Linked DNA regions of Sus scrofa: all the other regions are linked to region 1. A link is a contact called in public Hi-C and HiChIP or PLAC-seq data. All regions are on one chromosome and are shown on one strand. The core of a region is the stretch at or near the end of the contact, and the rest is flanking DNA. Distances in the headings are between cores, read along the strand shown.

The links. Hi-C and Micro-C count contacts between places; a contact is called where the count stands out from the background. HiChIP or PLAC-seq counts read pairs in DNA pulled down with a chosen protein or histone mark.
Region 2: a contact with region 1 is called in a Hi-C map of liver, with 2.0 times the contacts expected there. The contact joins the promoter of POP7 here to the promoter of MEPCE in region 1. A contact is called at or near these places in 1 of 5 promoter capture datasets (fetal liver), 1 of 47 Hi-C or Micro-C datasets (liver) and 1 of 2 datasets of contacts at active chromatin or transcription factors (alveolar macrophages).
Region 3: an H3K27ac HiChIP or PLAC-seq map of alveolar macrophages shows a contact between it and region 1. The contact joins the promoter of GNB2 here to the promoter of MEPCE in region 1. A contact is called at or near these places in 4 of 47 Hi-C or Micro-C datasets (blood, heart right ventricle, liver and 1 more) and 1 of 2 datasets of contacts at active chromatin or transcription factors (alveolar macrophages).
Region 4: a contact with region 1 is called in an H3K27ac HiChIP or PLAC-seq map of alveolar macrophages. The contact joins the promoter of C3H7orf43 here to the promoter of MEPCE in region 1. A contact is called at or near these places in 3 of 5 promoter capture datasets (fetal liver, fetal skeletal muscle and liver), 7 of 47 Hi-C or Micro-C datasets (alveolar macrophages, embryonic fibroblasts, epiblast stem cells and 3 more) and 2 of 2 datasets of contacts at active chromatin or transcription factors (alveolar macrophages and skeletal muscle).
Region 5: an H3K27ac HiChIP or PLAC-seq map of alveolar macrophages shows a contact between it and region 1. The contact joins the promoter of MOSPD3 here to the promoter of MEPCE in region 1. A contact is called at or near these places in 1 of 5 promoter capture datasets (liver), 3 of 47 Hi-C or Micro-C datasets (heart right ventricle, liver and skeletal muscle) and 1 of 2 datasets of contacts at active chromatin or transcription factors (alveolar macrophages).
Region 6: a Hi-C map of liver shows a contact between it and region 1, with 1.9 times the contacts expected there. The contact joins the enhancer-like site here to the promoter of MEPCE in region 1. A contact is called at or near these places in 2 of 5 promoter capture datasets (fetal liver and fetal skeletal muscle), 5 of 47 Hi-C or Micro-C datasets (embryonic fibroblasts, liver, omental adipose tissue and 2 more) and 2 of 2 datasets of contacts at active chromatin or transcription factors (alveolar macrophages and skeletal muscle).
Region 7: a contact with region 1 is called in a Hi-C map of skeletal muscle, with 4 times the contacts expected there. The contact joins the promoter of LRCH4 here to the promoter of MEPCE in region 1. A contact is called at or near these places in 1 of 5 promoter capture datasets (liver), 4 of 47 Hi-C or Micro-C datasets (heart right ventricle, liver and skeletal muscle) and 1 of 2 datasets of contacts at active chromatin or transcription factors (alveolar macrophages).

Annotation. Positions count from the first base shown.
Region 1 is chr3:8,355,291-8,358,029 of Sscrofa11.1, reverse strand. MEPCE (7SK snRNA methylphosphate capping enzyme) reads right to left here and starts at 1,428. Exons shown (of 4, transcript XM_003124352.6): 1 at 1-1,428. The coding sequence starts at 371. It overlaps ZCWPW1 (zinc finger CW-type PWWP domain protein 1), which reads left to right and starts at 1,835. Exons shown (of 18, transcript XM_005661906.3): 1 at 1,835-2,299.
Region 2 is chr3:8,606,145-8,608,883 of Sscrofa11.1, reverse strand. It overlaps POP7 (ribonuclease P protein subunit p20), which reads right to left and starts at 1,353. Exons shown (of 3, transcript XM_013995472.2): 1 at 1,085-1,353; 2 at 432-837; 3 at 1-191. The coding sequence starts at 181. It overlaps LOC110260076 (branchpoint-bridging protein-like), which reads left to right and starts at 180. Exons shown (of 3, transcript XM_021087974.1): 1 at 180-218. The coding sequence starts at 180.
Region 3 is chr3:8,577,726-8,580,464 of Sscrofa11.1, reverse strand. It overlaps GNB2 (guanine nucleotide-binding protein G(I)/G(S)/G(T) subunit beta-2), which reads right to left and starts at 1,428. Exons shown (of 10, transcript XM_003480989.3): 1 at 1,263-1,428.
Region 4 is chr3:8,161,368-8,164,106 of Sscrofa11.1, reverse strand. It overlaps C3H7orf43, which reads left to right and starts at 1,369. Exons shown (of 10, transcript XM_013995411.2): 1 at 1,369-2,291; 2 at 2,504-2,599; 3 at 2,693-2,739. The coding sequence starts at 1,881. LAMTOR4 (ragulator complex protein LAMTOR4) reads right to left here. Exons shown (of 8, transcript XM_013995418.2): 5 at 2,425-2,507. GAL3ST4 (galactose-3-O-sulfotransferase 4) reads left to right here. Exons shown (of 5, transcript XM_013995412.2): 5 at 1-1,198. The coding sequence ends at 773.
Region 5 is chr3:8,530,397-8,533,135 of Sscrofa11.1, reverse strand. It overlaps MOSPD3 (motile sperm domain containing 3), which reads right to left and starts at 1,391. Exons shown (of 5, transcript NM_001195356.1): 1 at 1,132-1,391; 2 at 835-910; 3 at 377-606. The coding sequence starts at 1,336.
Region 6 is chr3:8,198,892-8,201,630 of Sscrofa11.1, reverse strand. STAG3 (cohesin subunit SA-3) reads right to left here. Exons shown (of 33, transcript XM_021086217.1): 23 at 2,723-2,739; 24 at 2,381-2,549; 25 at 2,121-2,266; 26 at 595-743; 27 at 204-332; 28 at 1-117. Among named protein-coding and RNA genes, the nearest start is that of STAG3, 24 kb to the right of the region's middle. Within about 2 kb of position 1,425, at least 11 of the 83 cell types and tissues checked have an H3K27ac peak or open chromatin away from gene starts, as enhancers often do. A contact at or near this core is called in fetal liver and liver, where this site is marked.
Region 7 is chr3:8,509,984-8,512,722 of Sscrofa11.1, reverse strand. LRCH4 (leucine-rich repeat and calponin homology domain-containing protein 4) reads left to right here and starts at 1,381. Exons shown (of 23, transcript XR_002342282.1): 1 at 1,381-1,728. It overlaps FBXO24 (F-box only protein 24), which reads right to left and starts at 1,297. Exons shown (of 20, transcript XM_021086233.1): 1 at 1-1,297.

The DNA.
Region 1 (2,739 bases), core at 179-2,678:
CCCAGTTCTGTTCCGCCCCCTCCCCGGCGCTCCTCCCCCACGTCCGGGGGAGCGGCTAGCCCCTGGGGATCCGACAAGCAGGCCTCTCCGGTCGACTGGGCCTGGGGGCCGCCCCCTCGCTGCTGCTGCGACTGGCCGCCCCGAGGGGTGGAGGTAGCCCCGGGGCTCTCCTTGCCTGCCCCAGAAGCTGGGGACCCCGCCGAGTGTGCGCGCGGGCCCGGCCCACGCTGCGTCCCGCCGCGGAGCTCCCCGGAGGCGACCTCTCGGTGTGGTTGCACCGTGGGGCCGCCCCCTCCGCCCGACTCATCTTTGAGCGGCGGTGGCGGGGCCGGCACCAGAAACGGCTCCTTCTCCGCCGCCATCTCGATCATTTCCTCCCCTTATTCCGTCCCAGTCGAGGGCAACCAGGGGGACCAGGGGGCTTAACCCCCCCTTCCTAAGACCGCGCTCCCTTCCCCCCTTTCCTGAGTGCGCGCGCAGTTCCGCTTCTCGCCTAGTCTCGTCCCCAAGCGCCTCCCCCGAAGCGCGCCCCACTCGCCCGCGAGACCAAAACAAGATGCCCGCGAGACCCGAACTCGAGGAACCAACCGCGCGTGCGCCGACTCCTTTCTCCTCTACCACTACCGCTTCGCCGCGAGCGCGCACTGCTGGAGCGCGTTCCTCTGGCCCCGGAATCACGCATGCGCACTCAGCCACCACCCTGGTTGCGCGCGCATCAGAGTACGAACCAACTTAACGGCTCCGGGAGTTTAAATATAGCCCCCCTAAGCCCCCCCAACCAAAGCCCACCACCCCAAACTGACGCCCTACTTCCCTTCGCAGCTACGTCCGTCCCTAGTGATATCCTTTGTCTCTGCCGCGCGATCCCACCCACCGTAGGCGGGGGACGGGGAGCTGGTGTGAAAAGGTCTCCTTGACACCCGACCCTTGTTCCTGAGGAATGAGTCTCTGCCGTCTCCGCCCGGCTCTAAACCCAGCAACCTCCCTACCCCGCCTCCTTCCTCCCCCTAGCGGGCAGCGCCTGCGCACACCCTTTTGGGCTTGCGCGGGTAGATGCAGCACGTGCTGGAGATGACGCCCCTCCCTCCGTCCTAGAGGCGGGGACTGCTACGTCGCTTCCTCAGGTTTGGTACGCGCAACATGCGTCAGCACGATTCGGAGGGGCGTGGCTAAAGAACGGGGAGGCCCTCGTGAATTATTCATAAAGTGGTGGCCCTCTTGGCCCACCTATTTCTAAAGAGGGGCGAACCTAGAAGTAGGAGAAGGAAAGGAGCGGAGTGTACCCACTGTCTTCCTAACTACTGTTCTCAGTATAATACAATAGGTCATTTTAACTCACCCCCCTGGAAAATATTCTCTGATGAACTGGGGGAAAAAAAGTACTAAGGCGATGTTGTCCAACTTCCTCTTTCCCCGAAACGGCCAGGTCGTTCTCTCGCTCCTCCGCCTTCCCTCAATCGCGATCACCTGGGGACACCACGCCCTCCTCTCCGCCTCCACACCCACCACCCGACGCCTGCTCGCGAGCCCCTCCCCCCGTTAGGGAACGGCGACCCAGACGCCCACCACAGCCACCAATAACAGTATATCTACCACCACCGCCCCCTTTGCACGCAGGCTTTTCCGAGCACCCGCGGCGCGTTTGCGCCGCCTTATATAAAAACGAACGTGGGCAGGGAAGAGATTTCGGTCGGCTTTGGGGGCCCCGGCCTCAGCCAATGGGGAACAAGCTACTCGATGCCCTTTTCAGAGGGGGCCCGTTCTCCGGGCCCACAGCGATTGGGGTTTGGGTCCTGTGGCTGCGAAGAGGGCGAAAGAGGCGGGAGTGGTGTTAAGGGTAGTCTCAAAATATCAAAATAAGGGTTTGAAGGAGACTCAAAGGGAGAATGGGAATCAGGAAGGAAGTCTAGGGCAGAGAAAAAAGTTAGGAAAAGGAAGATGGGCTTCATGAACGATCAGGCACTGCTGCTGCCACCTAAAAAAAAAAAAAAGTGAGGCCAACCAGGATTATGGGACTTGTAGTTTTACAGGGCGTTTGTTTGGAAGATGGCGCTATAACTCAGCTGCGCAAGCGCCGAACTAGCTTCCAGCTGCGCATGCGCAGCAGTCCTGCGAGCACGCCGCTTGTAGGAGGGGTGGGGTGGAGCTTGTGTGTGGCCTCGCGCCTTACCTTGCTTGGTGGCGGGAAAACTGGCTCGAGTTTTGGAGGGGTTTGCAGAGTTGCTGCGGTAGCTCATTCTGCTCCTGGCCTTTAGGTCCTCCTCGCTCCAGAAGATTGCTGGTGCTTTTCCGGTTGCAGGTGAAGGTGCTAGGCGCGGCCAATCCTAGTACCTGTTGCCTGAGGAGAGGTTTTCTCTTTAGGGCGAGGACCAACTCTTAGCCTGAGGAGAAGTTTTCTCTTTAGGACGAGGACCAACTCTTAGCTCTCTCCTCAGAATCTCCAACAGCAAACTCGCACCCAACAAACAAACAAAAGTAACCCAGTAGTATCGGGGCGGGCGACGACGGGCCGGAGAGAATGAGGATCCTGGTGCCTCCGCGGGCTGGGGGAGGGGAGAGGGAGCTGAGGGGAAATTCACGAGGAGTTTCTTGATGGGGAAGAGACAGTCACTGTTTTACCTATTGAGGGGAGTGAAGAACTTTTGCCTGTGGTACCTTTGGTGTTAATTGCCGTCCTTAAGAGGGAATTGGTGAGGGAAGAGAGAAGGGAAATGTAGGTCGCCCAAAATTCTTCCTTCT
Region 2 (2,739 bases), core at 104-2,603, 250 kb before region 1:
TTACCCCTCCGTCCAGCAGCTTCTGGCAGCGGGCCAACTGGGCCTTAAAGTCAGTCTTCATGTTGACATAAATGTCATTGGGCCTCCGGGGCAGGCGGTGGGGAAGCCGCTTCCGCAGGGTGTATTCCACCGGGTCCAGCTCGGCCTCGACGGCCCCGCGGGGTTCTCGGTTTTCAGCCATGCAGTGTGCCCTGGTGTGGGAGAAAGATCAGCCATGGGTGAGGAGAGACCAGGTTTCGTTTCCTACCCCGTTTCCCGCCCAAACGGTGCAGCCAAGAGGGGTCGCACTCGACGCCCCTCGTCGCTTCAAGTCTCAGTCCCTTCCCACTTACCTCAAGCTCAAGCATCTCCCCCACCTCCGGTTCCCATTCATCCATCACATCGCTCCCAATCTCAGGCCCCTCCACCGCCCCAGCTATTCCCACGCCTACCTTCTTCGCTCCACAGTGCCCTCAGCGCGCACGCAGCCCGCTCCCCTGCCAGGCCACTCGAGCGTTGCGCCGACCAGTCTGAAGGGAAGGAGCTGCCCGCAACTCCCAGGCCCCAAAAAGGGAAGAGAAGGGAAGGGACTCGCCGCAGGAACGCCGAAACACGGGCGCCCTTAGTACCAGGCTCCTGAAAAGGCCCCCGAGTGCGCAGGCGCGCCCATACCCCGTGGCCAGGCCCGGGCGATCCGCGAATCGCCTTCCCGGCATCCGTTCTCCCCGCCCCTTTCCTGAGTTGCTCGCAAAACCGCGCGATGTGTTTGAGTAACGCGAGGCTTCCGGGGGTGATGGGATCTACCACTTGTAAGCTGCAGAGGCAGGGGGCGTATACCAAGTCGAAGCCGGGGAGGATCTGGAAAGAGAAAGGTTAGCTTCCCTGGGCCAATCCCACCCAGTACTCGGTTCCCGGAGGAGTCATGAAGGGGAGAAAAGAGAGGAGGTTTTCTAGGGGCGTGGAGGATTTAGGGGTAAGGGTCTTCCAAAGGTGTGAGGGAGGACGGCGAATTCCACTGATCTTGATCGCGAATGGCCTAAAGAGAAGTCTGGACTCCCGGGTCCATCGCAGTTCCTCGGGTCAGAGGAGGTGTGGCAGAACTGACCTCCCGTCCAAGATTCCGGCTGCCCGAAGATGGGGGCAAGCAAGGCCCGGCCCTTGGCGGAGGACAAGTTCTTTGGCTCGGGGACTCCTCTGCAGTTTACGGGGACCCGTTCTTCTCCCCTTTCTCTGACCAGGGTGACCTCCAGGCCAGCGCCTGGGGACGCGAGTTGTGAGCCGTGGGGCTAGCCTTTACAGCTTCCCTGTGGCTCGCAGACCCACTAGCACTCCTCAGTCGTCATCCACCAGCTCTTTGGCTTCTGCCCGCCACCCAGGAGCAGGGACCTGCGCCCCCTGGCGGGAAGGGCAGGGCAGCACAGAGGGATTGGAGGCTCCCTAAGGCCAGTGGGGAGGGGTTCTCGGCCCAGGTTGCTTTAGCTTTGGTGGAGTTCCACTGGAAACTGAGTTAGAGCTGCACTGGGGTCCTTGACTGTTCTTCGCTTGAGTTTTCTCATCACTCAAATAGGGATGACAATTCCTGTTCTTGCCACTGAGTTTCGAAACCCGATATAACCTTGGGTAAACTGTAAGCCTATACATTTGAGTTGGCATTTTTATGCCCCCTACACGGCTTTTTGTTGCCTGGGGTGGAGTCCGACTCCATTTGACTGGAGGTTGTAAAGTGGTCAGGTTCCTGAGAACTTTCCCAGCACCATTTAAATCCTGTGGTTCTTTTTAGCTTCAGATATTTACAAGTTTGGGGGCTATTTGGGGGTGAGGAGGAAAGCCTGTCTACCACTTTATTCTGCCTCAGAAGTGACATATGAGCTGAGTTTTGATGGACAAACAGGAGTTCTTCAGGGAACCAAGGAGTATTCTGGAAACATTTTTAAAAGAATGGAAGTGTAATCCAAGCTTCCACCTCAAGGAACTAGAAAAAGAGCGAAGTAAAGCCAAAGGGAGAAGATGGGAGGAAACAATAAAGAACAAAAACCAATTAAATTATGAGAAAAAGAATGTATATATACGTGTGATTGGGTCACTTTGCTGTATGTAAAGCAGAAATTGGCACAACACTGTAAATCAACTATACTTTAATAAAAGCAAACCAAAAAACCTCCGTTAAACTGAACACAAGAAAACAATAAAGAAATTCAAACCAAAAGCTGGTTCTTTGAAAAAGATCAATAAAATGGATAAGCCTCCAGCAAGACTGACAAAAGAACAAGAGAACGAAGATTCAAGTTATGATTACCAGAAATGAAAGAGAGGATAGCACTAAAGATCCCTCATACATTAAAGTATACTTAGAGTAATATAGACCACGCTACAGACAAATTCCACAATTTATGGACCAATTCCCAGAAAACCACATACTACCAAACTTACCCAAGATGAAGTAGATCATCTGCATAGTTCTGTAACTATTAAGGAAATTAAATTCATAGGTTTTTTTTAACTTTATAAAAAGAAATATCTTGGCTCACATAGTTTTACTGGTGAATTCTACCAAAAAAAAAAAAAAAAAGAAAGAAAGAAAGAAAACGCAAATTCTAGACAATCTCTTTCAGAAAATAGAAGAGGGTCCATTTTATGAGACCCAAACCAGACAGAGATTATACAAAGTAGAAAACCACAGACCAATATCTCTCATGAACAATGCAACAAAATCCTCATCAAAATCTTAGCAAACTGAATCTAGTGGTATATAAAAAAAGA
Region 3 (2,739 bases), core at 179-2,678, 220 kb before region 1:
CTGCACCCTCGGCTCCCCAGGAGCCCAGCCTGTGAGCTCCGCGCCGGGGCCCCAGGGGCCTGGCTGGCTCCGCTCCAGCGCCCGAAGTCCTACCCCCCCCCTCCTTTGGACACCTGTGTGATCTGGCCATGCACACTGCACTCTGCCAACCCAGGCGTCCCCCACCCTGCTCCCACTTCCCCCAGGCCCTGGGCGTTTCTCTTCCCCGCTGACATTTCCCCTCGCTCTGTTCAGCTTTCTACGCCAGAGCCTGGGGACGCCCTTCCAAAGTGGGGGGCAGAGACCCCCATCCCATTTCCCCAGCTCGGGACAAAGCCCCTCAATTCCAGCTGCCGGCAGCCCAGGCCGGGCGGCAGCGCCAGACGCCCCAGGCAGAAGGAAGCAGGCCAGGAGGAAGCCGCTGGGGGCGGGGGCAACGCTCCCAGCCCTCAATCCCTATCACCCTTCCGAGCCCCCTCGGCAACCCCAGATTCTGGGCATACAGCAATTGGGGTCCCAAGGAGAAATGGGGGTGCCACCGCCTCCGCAAGGCTGACGGGGCGAAGGGGAGGCAAGGGACAAGCGAGGGTCCCCGGATCTGGCAGGGGAAGGCGCGGGCCGGTGTGGCTCTTCGAAACGCAGTGGGCCTGGCTCTCCGGCCCCCACGACCTCCATTTTGCCCAAAAGAAAGCTCGGTGGGGGGTAGGGGCGACTGGGAGCTAAGCGTGAGGTTAGGACTGCTAAAGGGAATGAGGTGCCGAGGTCTCTGGTCTAGGGGGTAATGGGTCCAGAAAAGAACCTAAATCGAGGGTGGAGACAAGGGAAGGGTGGCCTCGCGGCCTTGCCTGCTTCTCTGAGGATTCTGGACTTTTGCAAGGCGAATGCCAGCGGCGGTGCGAAATGGGAGGACACGAGGGGTGCTACCCCGGGGGAGCTAAGAGGGTGGCAGTGGTGGGGAAAGGGGGCGGGACAGGGCCTAGAGGAAGCCCCGAATTTAGCCCCCCAACTTCTCAGGGAGCAAGAGGCAGGTGGGGGTGAGATGAGGTCTAGAGTCAGGCAAAAGGCCCCTGATGCTGCAGGGAGCGCGTGCGTTATTGGGGGCGAGGGTCCCCCAGTTCCCCTTCCGGGTTTGGGAGCGACGGGGCCATAAGAAGGGAGGGGATGTCTGGGGAGTTACGTCCGCTCCCGAGAGGCCAGACCGGGTAGACAGACGGAAGAGAGGTTCCCCCACGGGAATTTGGGGCTGGGAAGGGGATGAGGACTCCTTTTACCAGCGGAGGTACCTGTGGCGGTGGGACTCTGCGAAGGGTCGCTAAAGGAGAGCGGGAGGTCCTGTCTTCCTCCGCGGCGGAGGCGGCAGCGGCGGCGACGCGGATGGATTTTCTCAGTCACCCCAACTCAACCGTCCAGCGCTGCTCTCCCCAGAGCGGAGGGATCCCGCCCGCCAGTGACGCGGCCGTCGCCGCCGCGCCCAGGGCCCGGCTGGACGAGACCAACTACTTATCGGGGGGAGGCCGGGGGAAAAATAGCACTTAGGGGGCAAATATTGACCCCATAACATCAAAGATATTACTCTACATTATTTCTACGCAAAATGGGCTCAGAAAAATACTTTGCTTCCCGAAAAGGCACAAAACATCCCCTCTGGGACTGACATAGGTGGTACCGGCATAGGGGAGGGTGAAACCGCTCGCTGGTCACGTGACCTGCCCTCCCGGATTGGGCGGCTCCAGACTGGGAAGGGGAGCTCGACGCCCCAGTTCTCGCCTTGGCTCCGCCCTTTGTCTGTGAGACCACGCCCCTCCACAGGGGACAGGGTTGAGAGAGATCAGTGTTGATCACTGCTGGAGAGGCCAGCCGGCCTCAACGCGTAGCGAGGAGGAGCAGTGTTTCCGAAGGTGCCCGGGCGGGAAGCCATGGGGACCTGGGCGGCCCCTGGGAACTCAGGTATGCTGTGAGAACGGGTCTGCCCAGGCAGTGCCCCCGCGTTGCCCAGTGGCTTTTGCGGAACTCTTTATGTGGCGGCATGACACTCTAATAGCAACTCGTTTATTGAGCTTCATACTTATTTACTCCTCACAGTGCTATGAAGTTGAGTACTGGCTTTGTCCCCATTTTACAGTAGTGGAAACAGAGTCCTAGGGCTGCAGAGTTGGAATATGAACCAAGGCTGCTTTATCGACCTTATTGTGTGTATTAATATCTAGCCTCTTGATGAACCTCGCTCTGGACCATCTCCGCGAAGGGATGAGAATGTAAGTATAGGCCTCGGTTTCCACATCTATAAAATGAGAGTGTTGATAGCTACCTGCCCTGCAAGTCACCTTGGATTATTTTAAGATCCTGCGGATTGTGAAAATGTTTTGGAAAGTTCAAATCAATGAGTAACCTTCATTGAGTCCTCATGCGATTTAAAAGTATTAAAACATACACTTTTCATTTAGCCTCAGTTGAAGGCATTAAAAACAGTTTCCAAAGCACCAATTTTTAAAGAGAATAAGAAAAGTCACATTCTTAGTTAAGCACAAATTCCATTTATGGAGCACTCACCAATTCGATCATATATTAGCAGTAGGTAATAGGTGTCAATGAGAATTTGGAAGGGAGGGAGTTCCCATTGTGACTCAGCAGGTAATGACCCCAACTAGTATCCAGTATCCAACTAGTATCCAGTATCCAACTAGTGGCTTAAGGATCTGGCATTGCGGTGACCTATGGTGCAGTTTGCAGCCTGGTTTTGGATCCTGCATTCCTTTTTTT
Region 4 (2,739 bases), core at 120-2,619, 190 kb after region 1:
GCCCCCCCAGAGACCCCAAGGCCCCACAGCTGCGTGTCTTGCCTTCTGGTGCTGGCCCTCCAGCCCACACCCTGGATCCTAACGCTCTCTTCCATCCTGTTCCCACCCTTGCTGACGGTCACAGTAGGACATCCAGCCCTGCTTCTTCAGATTTGGGATCTTCATCCTTCATCCAGTGGAGTCTGGCCTGGCTGGACTCTGTCTTTGACTTGGTCTTGGTGGCTGAGTACTTCGATGAGTCACTGGTCCTGTTGGCAGATGCCCTGTGCTGGGGGCTAGATGACGTGGTGGGCTTCATGCACAACGCCCAGGCTGGAGGCAGGCAGAGTGGAAGTGCTGTCAGTGACGATGGGCTGACTGCTGAGGACAGGCAGCTGACTGCACGGGCCCGGGCCTGGAACAATCTAGACTGGGCTCTCTATGTCCACTTCAACCACAGTCTGTGGGAACGGATAAAGCAATACGGCCAGAGCCGGCTGGACAGTGCTGTGGCGGAGCTCCGGGCTCGCCGAGAGGCCCTGGCTAAACATTGTCTTGTGGGGGGTGAGGCTTTAGACCCCAAATACATCACAGACCGGCGGTTCCGCCCTTTCCAGTTTGGGTCAGGAAAGGTTCTGGGCTACGTGCTTCGGAGTGGACTGAGCCTCCAGGACCAGGAAGAGTGTGAGCGCCTGGCTACCCCTGAGCTACAGTACAAGGACAAGCTGGATGCCAAGCAGTTTCCCCCAACAGTCTCTCTGCCCCTTAAAAATTCAAGGCTATCCTCTCCCTAGGCATCAGACCACTACATCTTAAGCTGAAGAGCCGCCAAGCCACAGGGCACATGTGATGAGTGTGGGGCAGTCAAATGCCCTGTTTCCCTCAGAAAGCATATCTGCTCCCTAGAGGACCAGTGGAACTTTGCATGGACTGGTCTCCATGACCTACTGCCTGTGCAGAGGAATCCCAGTCCTACCAGTAACCTCCTCCCTCCCCCTTTCGGCCCCTTCCTCTTTCCAGCACGACCCCCACACACTGCAGTTCCAAGTAGCACTCTCAGAGGTGCCCTGGAGGAGCAAACCTTGGAGTATGTCAGAGAAAGCTTGGAACCCAAAGGACTGGAATAATGAGTCCATTTCTATATGAAATATTTGTTACTGGGCTATGCTCATTTCACCATGAAATGTTTGTTGAATGAATAAATAATTTGGAACTTCGACCTGCTCTATGTAGGGTGGAAAGGGAAGGGGATGGAGCATCTTCCTAAGAGAAACGGGATAGGAGGGGGTTCTTTTAACATTTTGGGGGGGGGGGTTAGGGCCGCAGGTACAACATGTGGAAGTTCCCCGGCTAGGGGTCGAATTGGAGCTGCAGCTGCCGGCCTACACCACAGCCACAGCAATGCCAGATCCCAATACACCGCAGCTGGCAAAGCCACATCCTTAACCCACTGAGCGGGCCCAGGGATGAAAACCGCATCCTCATGGATATAGTCGGGTTTGTTTCTCCTGAGCCACAAAGGGAACTCCTAGCAGTTCTTCTTTAAGAAGTCTGTTTGCAGTATCTCCTAAACCCTTCCTCCCGCAGCCTAACCCCAGCCGCACCCCGCCCCTCTCCTTCACGGTCCGGTCACCCACAAATTCCGGGGCCTCGGAGGCCACGCCCCTTCCCTTCCGCTTCCGGTTTCTCGCCAGTCATTCGGCCCTGCACCCCGGTTCCGGCCCCCGCGGGGTGTCGGTTCCGGGTTCGTTGTCCCGGTTCCCGGTCCCGGTCGGTTTCTCGGGCCGGCCCGGCCGCGCGCAGCACCCGTCGGGGGTCGGGGCTCCCCGGGCCCACCCCGTCGGCCCCCTCGGCCTCCTCCGGCCCCACCTCGCCCCTGGCCCGCGCTGTCCTCGCAGCCCATGGAGTCCCAGTGCGACTACTCGATGTACTTCCCCGCCGTGCCGCTGCCGCCCCGCGCCGAGCTGGCTGGCGACCCGGGCCGGTACCGGGCGCTGCCCCGGCGCAACCACCTCTACCTGGGGGAGACTGTCCGCTTCCTGCTGGTGCTGCGCTGCCGGGGCGGCGCGGGGTCCGGCGCTGGGGGCGGCCCGGGCTTGGGCTCGCGAGGGGCCTGGGCAGAACTGGCGACCGCCCTGGCCGCCCTGGCCTCAGTCAGCGCCGGAGGCGGGGCTCCTGGGGGCGGCGGCTCCGGAGATCAGGATCCCGAACCCCCGGGGGGCGGGGATCCCGGCGGTGGGGGGGTGTTTCGAGGCTGCAGCCCCCTCCTCACCCATGGCCCGGGCCCTGCTACCTCAGGGGGAGCGACCACGGTGAGGAGCTCGGGGTGACACGGCAGAGGGTGGAGGGGCGGTGTGCTGGGCTCCAAAGACCCGGAGGGGAGAGGGAAGCCCGTAGCGGGAAGAGAATGACGGATGAGGAGAGGGGAGGGCAAGAACCACGTACCGGGCAGATCTTAAAGGGGACGCTGGCGCCGCGGGCTGCCTCTGACTCTCCTGACCTCTTCACCTCTTTCACCACCCAGCTGCCTGTGGAGGAACCAATTGTGTCCACAGATGAGGTCATCTTCCCACTCACCGTTTCACTGGACAGACTGCCCCCAGGGACACCTAAGGCCAAGGTAATACTGGCAAGGGGTAGAGCTGTTTCCTTATTTCAGACAACTGGCCTGTGTCTCTCCTCTCGACTGTGGTCCTGTGTCCCCTGTGCTCAGATTGTAGTGACCGTGTGGAAGCGGGAGGTTGAGGCACCAGAGGTCAG
Region 5 (2,739 bases), core at 142-2,641, 180 kb before region 1:
CCCTCATCATTCTTCCTCTCTCTTCACTCTGTCTTGAATACTGGCCCTGCTTACTGGTCTATCGGGCAGAGACCCCTGTCTCCCACACATACACAACTTGGGACGGCAGGAGTTGCTCAACCTACGCTTCTTATTGAACTGAACTTGGCTGATACATGATGGGAAGTACTGAAGTCAGAGCTAAGGGAAACATTTTTTCCCCCTCAGTGGAAGCCAGAAACCAACCTGATGTAAAATCTCAACTCCTAGGTAGGTTTCCACCAAAAAGCAAAAGACTGAACCGGAGGCCTCTTCACCTCCAACTGAGCTCATCTCTAAGATCATGCTAGGTCCTCCCTCCCTACAGAACTCTCAGAATTCCCATCCCCAAACTCACTCTCTGGGAAGTGTTGGGCCGAGGGTGGAGCGGTCCAGGAAGGGGGCCCTGGGTGGGGCGTTGGGTCAGGCTGTCCCTGAAGCTCAGGGGGGTACGTTGGGGCCCTCAGAACTGAGGTGATGTCCTTGCGCCCCACCACTCGGCCCTCTGTTCCTTCCTCAGACAGCTCAATGCGGAAGCGGTCCTGGACGTCATAGTGGCTGGGATTGGGGGCCACGTGGCGAATCACACTGGTCTCAAGAAAGGAGAGAGGCCCATTGAGGGGCCGTGATCCAAGTGGATCCAGGCCCCACCCTCCCAGGAAACTTTCCCTTAGGGACGCAGACAGAGGGGTGGGTAAAACAGATTGAAGAGGACAAGGTCTGGGACCTAAGGCCAAAGCACAGTAAATCAGAGAACTATTCTGGCAGCAACCCCTGGCTTTCATCAGCCTCTCGACCCCTCCCCTCCCAACTCACATGTCAATGCAGGATTGAGGCTTCACATATCCTTCCGCGTCAAACACTGTGTATTTGGCAGGTGCTGTGCACAGAACTGGAGGAAGAAAGCACAGAGAATGATTATTGCTTCAGGGACCCTGTACAAGCCCCGCCCATGGAGCGCCTTTGCCTCCTACCCCGCCCCCCCACCTCCGATCATCCATTCTGCCTAGGCTGGACATACGACCGTACTCATCTGACTGCTCAATCCATACAGCTCCCCAATTTTCTTCTGCCAGTCCCCAGATCCTAGCGCGAGACGCCCATCCCCTTCACCTCGGAAGCGAAGCACTGCTCCCGTGGGGTTATAGAGGGTCAGCAACTGCCGGGGGCCGCTCCGCTGGTCCGCCCTGAATACTAGATCCGGGGGAAAGACGAGGACCGGGACAACAGGTCCCGAGGGAGCAGGGGCGCCCCGGGACCCCCGCCCAGGAGCCCCCGAACCCACCAGCTCCTGGTCCTGGGGCGCCCCACGGCGCATGCAAGCTCTGGGCGGTGGAACATCCGAGGGCAGAGTTCAGGGGACGGGCCTGGAGGATAGAGCTGAGGGGCGAGAGGGGTGAAACGGAACGGGATGAGACCGTAGGGCAGGGCCTGGACTGATGCTGCCGCCGCCTCGGAATCCCGCTAGATGAGGCCCCAGAAGACAGGCCCAGCCCCCCCAAACCCTTCCCCTCTCCAGCTCTGCCTTGGGTCCCCTTAGGCCCCGCCCCCAAGCTCTACCTCGAGGGTCACGCCCACCTCGTAAACCCTGCCCCTCCCAGCTCCCTGCCGGGGCCCTTGTCTTCAGTCCGGGTTCCTGATCTCCATAAGCCCCGCCCCACTCTGCAGCATGCCCCGCCCCTTCCGGGCGTCCCTGGGCACTTGCCCAGTCTGCCCCCCCAAGACTCTACTTGCCGCAGCCGCCTCTTCCGGGGCTGTCCTTTCCGTCTTCTGTTTTCCCGAGACCTGTATTTGTGCCTCCGACCCCTCCCTGAGCTCAAGCCGACGCTTATTCGGACTTCCGCCTCCGAATGGCCGCTCTTGCTATGAAGCTCGCCTTCTGGTCACAGCACCTGCCAATCAGCTTTTGGCTGTACTAGGGCTGCCATCTTCCGGAGAGACCGTTTCACTCTTCCGCCGTACGGGCTCTGTCATTGGCCAGCGCCGCCTGGTTTCAGCCGTAAGTGCGCCCATCGGTGCACGTAAAGAGGTGATTGGCTTCATCCTAGTGACGTAAAACTTTACGAGCGTCTCTAGAATGCTAACCCTGGCATAAGCGGGGGTGGGGACCCGGGCGGGGCTGGGAATGGGTCTTTGTTCCTTCTCCCCACTCTGAGCCCGTCCGAATCACTAGAATTTACCTCCCACGAGAGAGCCCTCTTTCTCTACTATCCCAGGTCCTCCTAGAAGCCTTCGCAGCAACAAAAACCGTTTGCTACAGAACTAGTTGGAAGTAGCTCCCAGTTGGACTGGGATCTCAGCCCAAGGTTCTTCTGATTCCTTCCTGCACGGAACTCACTCGGAAATCACTTATATTTGCTACTTGCTGAATTAAGAGTCAGCCTTGCTACTTACGTCATCCCACCGAATCTTCAACTCCCTTCGCAGAGGAGGAAACAGCTTCAACAAGGTGAAGAATCTTGCCCCAGGCCACACCTTTGGTTAGCAGCAGTGGAGCAAAACAAAGTTATCTTATCTGAAACCCTTCTCTGAGCGCCCTATCAAATGTAGAATCTCCCTTTGCCTGTCCTTTTGTCACGCTTTTGTTTTCTTCACAGCACTCATAGAGCTACTTGATAGCATGTTTTAGTTTATCGCTGCTCCTGTAGAATGTACCTTGCTCTCTACAACAGTAGGGACTTTGTTTTGTTTTATTTTCAGCACCTAAAACATGTGGAGTGA
Region 6 (2,739 bases), core at 176-2,675, 160 kb after region 1:
CTGGCCTCCGCTGTGTTCTCCACAGGGCTGAGGGAGTGGCAATAGGTGGTGACGGGGCCCCATGGATGGCCAGGGGCCTGGGAGACACGATGCAGACACTTCTCCAGGTAGGACAGTCTAAGGAAGAAGTGGAATGGAGAGGCTGACATGGTCACAGCCACCTTCTCTAACCCACATCTTTACCCAATTACCCTCTGACTTACAGCAGCTGCTTGTCCTGATGGAAGAGTCGGGGGGAGAACTCTGAAAGGAGCTCCAGGAATGCAAGATTTGGGGGCTGACTGGTGGAGCCAGCTGGAGGAAGCTCTGACAAGGAGAACTTGATGCCTTCCCTTGGTTGAGCAGAATCATTTTAGGAAGATCGTCCCTCCCCACTTCCCTCCCAAGGCTGAGGCATCCTGTCCAAGTACTTCCTTCCTTCCTGGTCCAGGACCCAGTTTGTCTTCCAGAAACTACCCCCTCACCAGCTCAACTGCTGCTCCTCGACATGCCTGCCCCCTCCCTCCTCCCTCCTAGCCCTCCCTGTACACAGCCTCTGGCTCAGCCCTCTCAGGAAGGTTCAAGTACCCTGCCTTCCAACCGATACTTCCTTACTTGTGTAGTGTGACCACAAGGTCACGGTTCTGTAGCTGTTGCGGCCCAAAGCTCAAGGCAAACCTCCTGGCCAGGTCCCTCATCTCGATGAAGGCCGGAAGCTCATTCAGGCCCTGGGGCCCCTGTTCCTGCAGTAGTTCTGTGTATAACTATATCCAGGAGACAAGGCATATGGCACATTTGGGAAAAGGAGAAACAAGGCAGAAGTAGAGAAGTACAGCATTCCCTTTTCTGCCGAGAAATCCTAAAGGGTTCGGGAAGCCATCTGCTATTTTTTTTAACTCCTTCTTTCCTCCCAGGACACTGACCCTATTCCTCTATTCCTGATCAGCTGCAGCAGAGAGGGGCTTCACCCTGCTCTCTAACAATAAACAAATATGTCTGTAGTAACTGAAAGGGTGAGAAAGACCAGACTTGGAAAGAAATTAGGAATTCCCTGTCACTTGATTGTTGGTGCTCCCATGTTCTACCTGACATGGGGTTTGTATGGATAGGGGTGGAGACTGCCCACTTAAAAAAGCCTCTTTTTACTGGTCTATTAGTTATGAGGGAGACTGTCATGTAAAGTAGAAATCAAAATAAATTAGGAAGTTCCTGCTCTGAAGGATCTCACATTCTGAAGGGCTAAGCACAGGACAGCTTGTGGGCTGCAGGAGGGCACATCAGGTCTGAGGCTCTCTAGGCAGAAGAGGGTACCTGCTTGAGGCTCAGCAGCAGAATTCGGGAACAGTGACTTCGGTCAATCTGCCTTGCTCTAGTTAATGTTTCCTTGATAATGTCACCATAGTCATTGTAGAACTGACGGAGAGGAAGTGGAGAAGATAATGTCTAACCACAGGAAGAGACTGTTTCTGCTTTGTTTCATTATTCATAGCCCTAATCATGTCTCCTTCCAAAGGAGCCTTAGGTAGGAAAATGTGAATCTATGCATTAAACAACTCATACCAGATCACATCTCTAGAGTTCAGGCAAATAAATAAGAAGCTCGGCCCTGAGCTCATTTCTTGGAGAAGAAGGGTCGTAAGCCTGCCAGTGCCCCCTGTCATCTTGCACTGAAGTCTTTGCTATTTGCCTCTTCCCACCAAAACAGAAGCTCCAGAAAGCAGGAACTATTGTCTGTTTTGTTCACTGAGGTGCCTGGGATAGTAGGTACTCAAGAAACAGCAATCAACACAATGGTGGGTTGAGGGAACTGAGGTACATTATCTAGGTATCTTGTGAGGATTGTACCCTGGTCCATTCTTTTTTCCTCTTCCTTACATTACCTTATCCCATAGACTAGGTTCAGAGAAAAAAAAAAAATTTCTAGCCAGGAAGACTAAGACATTTCCTCTCCAATGAATTTCTTCCTCCTAACAGCTTTTTCTCTGTAATTATTTACTGCTAACTCTCTTTGACCTTTTATTCTCAACTCCTATTGGTCCTCCCCCGCTGCTTCTCCTTAAAGCCTGATACTGTCCTCTCCGCACCCTCCTTTCTGTAGTGTCCTCAGTGAAGGCTGCGCTCAGCTTGGAGCCTTGGTGTACCTTGTTGTAGTGTTTGAAAACATCTGAGGCTGCGTCCATCTCCAGCACCCCATACAGCAACAGCTTGCAGAACCCAGCCAGGAGGCGGCGCCGCTGGTGCAGCTGCTCGATCTGTAAATGATCCTCCTGGGAATGGCCTGGCTCACCTCAAATGCAGAACGGAAGTATCAGAATCACAGATTTAGGCTTCCTGCCCTCTGTGCTCGAGGCAGGCCCAAGCCCCCAACCCTTCCTGAGCCCCAAGTATAGAGTCCCAGTACCACTGCCCAGTTCTCCTGGCTGGATAAAGACATGGTCCATGAGGAAGCTGGCTAGCTCTGACTGGAGAGTGGCTTCAGGAAAAAAGACAAGTGGTCTAAGAAAATCTCGTCCCCCTACGATCATCTGAGGGCTGAATATGAGAAGCAAGTCACTTAACAAGACAAAAGCCTGTTGGAGAAAAAAAAGAAAAAAAATGTTTAAAAAGGAGAATACTGACCAAAACAGAAATGACATTGTGATTTCCCCTCAGAACAGGGTTTCCTCAGGCCCAGGCAAAGGTGGGGAGGGGCACGGGCAGAGGGGAGACTTGTGCTCTCCGTCCCACTTGAGTAACCGCTCACCTGCTCCTGGATCTCAG
Region 7 (2,739 bases), core at 132-2,631, 150 kb before region 1:
TGCACAGTACTATAGACTCATTCGTTTACTCTGCTGGTGAACAGACTGTCAGCCAGCCAATCAAACTCCCTTATTCAGGGGGCCTAGTAAACAGCTAGTTTGGGACACCTGGGATGGAATTTTAATAACTCAATAAATGTTCTGGAATGTCAGCATCTGAGATGTGACTTATGGGAAAGAACCTTGAGCTATTTGTGGCTAGGTAGCTATTAACCAATTAAATGGACTATATTGGGTTCTTATGCCACTTAACAGGATGTTAAGACTCTCCGTGGACGGAGCAAGAATCGGTAACTTCCTCTTGTATTTGGGTCCCCTTTATCCACTCAGTTTCACTTCGGGAGACAAAGAAGAGGATGCGAACAGAAAAAAGCCCACTGCAAAAGTTGATGCAGGGGGAAGGAAGCCTGGCCTCTAGAACGAGCTGTCGATAACTTGCTGTTTGCTCTTGACAGCTCTTCCCTCTGTCTCACTTTCCTCGTTTGTGAAACGGCGGTCCTCTTCTAGATGAGGTCCCTTCTAGACTAAGCCCCCAGGTCTGATCATCACAATTTGCCCAGGCGTACTTCTTTGGGCAAGGGGGCAGATCGGGCGGTTATTTTCGAGGATCTCCTGGTCTCCCGTAACCCTCCCTCCAGGAGTTGAGCTGGGCATCCCCGGTCCCTGGGAAGCCGCCTGTCCGCCCAGCCTCCGGAGACTGTCTCCGGGCCTCGGCCTCTGCAGCTGATATGACATTCATGGTCCCTGCGGTTGCAACGACCCCCTGTTCACTGGCCTCAGATATCGTCTTGCCTCCAGCTCCCCCTATACCCACAATCTGCCTGCTGCCACCACAGCAGGCTCGCTCCCTAACATGTCCAGCTCGCACACGCTACTGCAGTCCCTCTACTCCTTCCAGCCTGCCCAACACGCAGCGCTCACATTCTTTACGTCGGTCTCAAAGTTCTAGCTCACCCGCCTCCTTCTTAGTGAAGGGACCGCCTTCTCGCCCATGCTATTGGTAGATAGAGCCGTCCCTCAGAGAAGAGGCCGGGTCAGGTTCCCTTTGGAGGATCTAATTGGCCTTCTCGACAGTCACTCGCCTGTGTATGGCTTGCGATTTGTCTTCGTTGGAAAAAGAGACGGCCTTGCTTTTCACCGCCTCTATCATTTCAAGTGGAGCGCCGGCGTCCCCGCCTCCTGACTGGACCTGATTGGACCATCTCCACCCCTAAGATTTGTGATTGGATGCGGCTGCGCGGGGTGGGCCGGCCTGGAACGTCGGCCGTTGGCGAGCGCTCCATTCTAGTCCCCCTCCCGTGTCTCGCCTCACTCCAGCGCCGGAGTCCCCACCCCCCCGGCGGGTTCTGATTAGCCACTTCCGACGCGTCCCGGGACAGCGATTGGCCCGCCGGGTCCTCGAGCCCGCTTCCTCCCCCTGGAAGCCACTACGGCGGCTCCGAGGAGGGGGAGGGGCAAGGAGGGACGGCCGGTCCCGTCAGTCAGGCAGCGGGAGCCGCCAGGAGCGGATGGCGGCGGTGGTAGCGGCCTCACTCGCCGCTGGGGGTGAGGAGGCGGCGGCCACAACCTCCGTCCCAGGATCTCCGGGTCTGCCCGGGAGCCGCAGTGCAGAGCGGGCTCTAGAGGAGGCCGTGGCCACCGGGACCCTGAACCTGTCTAACCGGCGTTTGAAGCACTTCCCCCGGGGCGCGGCCCGCAGCTACGACCTGTCAGACATCACCCAGGCTGGTGAGTGCACCCGGCCCAGGGCCCCGCGGGGACCCTCGTTTGCATAGCCCCGCCCCTCGTTTTTCCTGGAGCCAGGGAGCCTGGCCGGCTCCCTCACCTGGTGGTCCGAGTTCTGGATTCTGCTGTTTTGCATAAGTCAGCTGCCACCCCTTCCCCATTTTAAGAACTACTAGACAATGAACACTTTTCTCGTTTGCACGGAACGCCCAGGGTCCCCGGCCGAGCGTTGTGAGAGCGCCCCCACCTCCGTTTGTCTTTATTTGCGTATCTGCGCACCTGTAGAATGGTCCCGCCCCTCCCCTAGTTTGGCTTATTTGCGTGACCTCTTCAACCTCAATTCTGATCGTTCCCACGAGCCCCTCTAATGACTCATTTCTCTTTCTGCACTTCGCCTCCAACTCTTTCCCCTGTTCCACCAAGATAGGAGCAGCCCCAGGTTCCCTGCGGCTTCCCATGGATTTGCCCCTGATAGCCCCAAGTTTCTGTTTCCTTTGCTCGGACCCGGCTCTTCACCCAGGCAGCCTGTGGGAGAAAAGCAAATCTCCCACCTCCCGCCAACTCTTTTCTCCCTGAGCTCTTCCCATTATCCCTAATCCCTTTATCTGCAACTCCTCCTCCTTGCGTGTGTGAGATCACTGTGGAGCCTGTGATCTCATAGAGACCCTAGAATTCCCAGTACAGTTTCTGCTTTCCCTAGGGGAGGGGACTTGCAGTTGCTGAAAGGAAGGAAATCTTATCTCCCAGCGGGGAGTGCTGGGAAGCTAGAGACCGTCTAGCTGTCCTTCCCACTCCCCCTACCATAGGCTCTTAACAATCATGCGTCTTCCATCCTGGTGTCTGTTGACGGTAGGGTGTAGGGGACGCCACTGTAACAGGTGAGTCAGGCCTCAGCTGCTCAGGAGGCCACCGCTGACCTTGGGCTGGCAGCTGGGGTGGGTGGGGATTGAGAGAGGGGTGGAGGACTGCATTCCCAAAGCCCCACCCCATCCGAGCCCAGGGTAGGACTTGGGA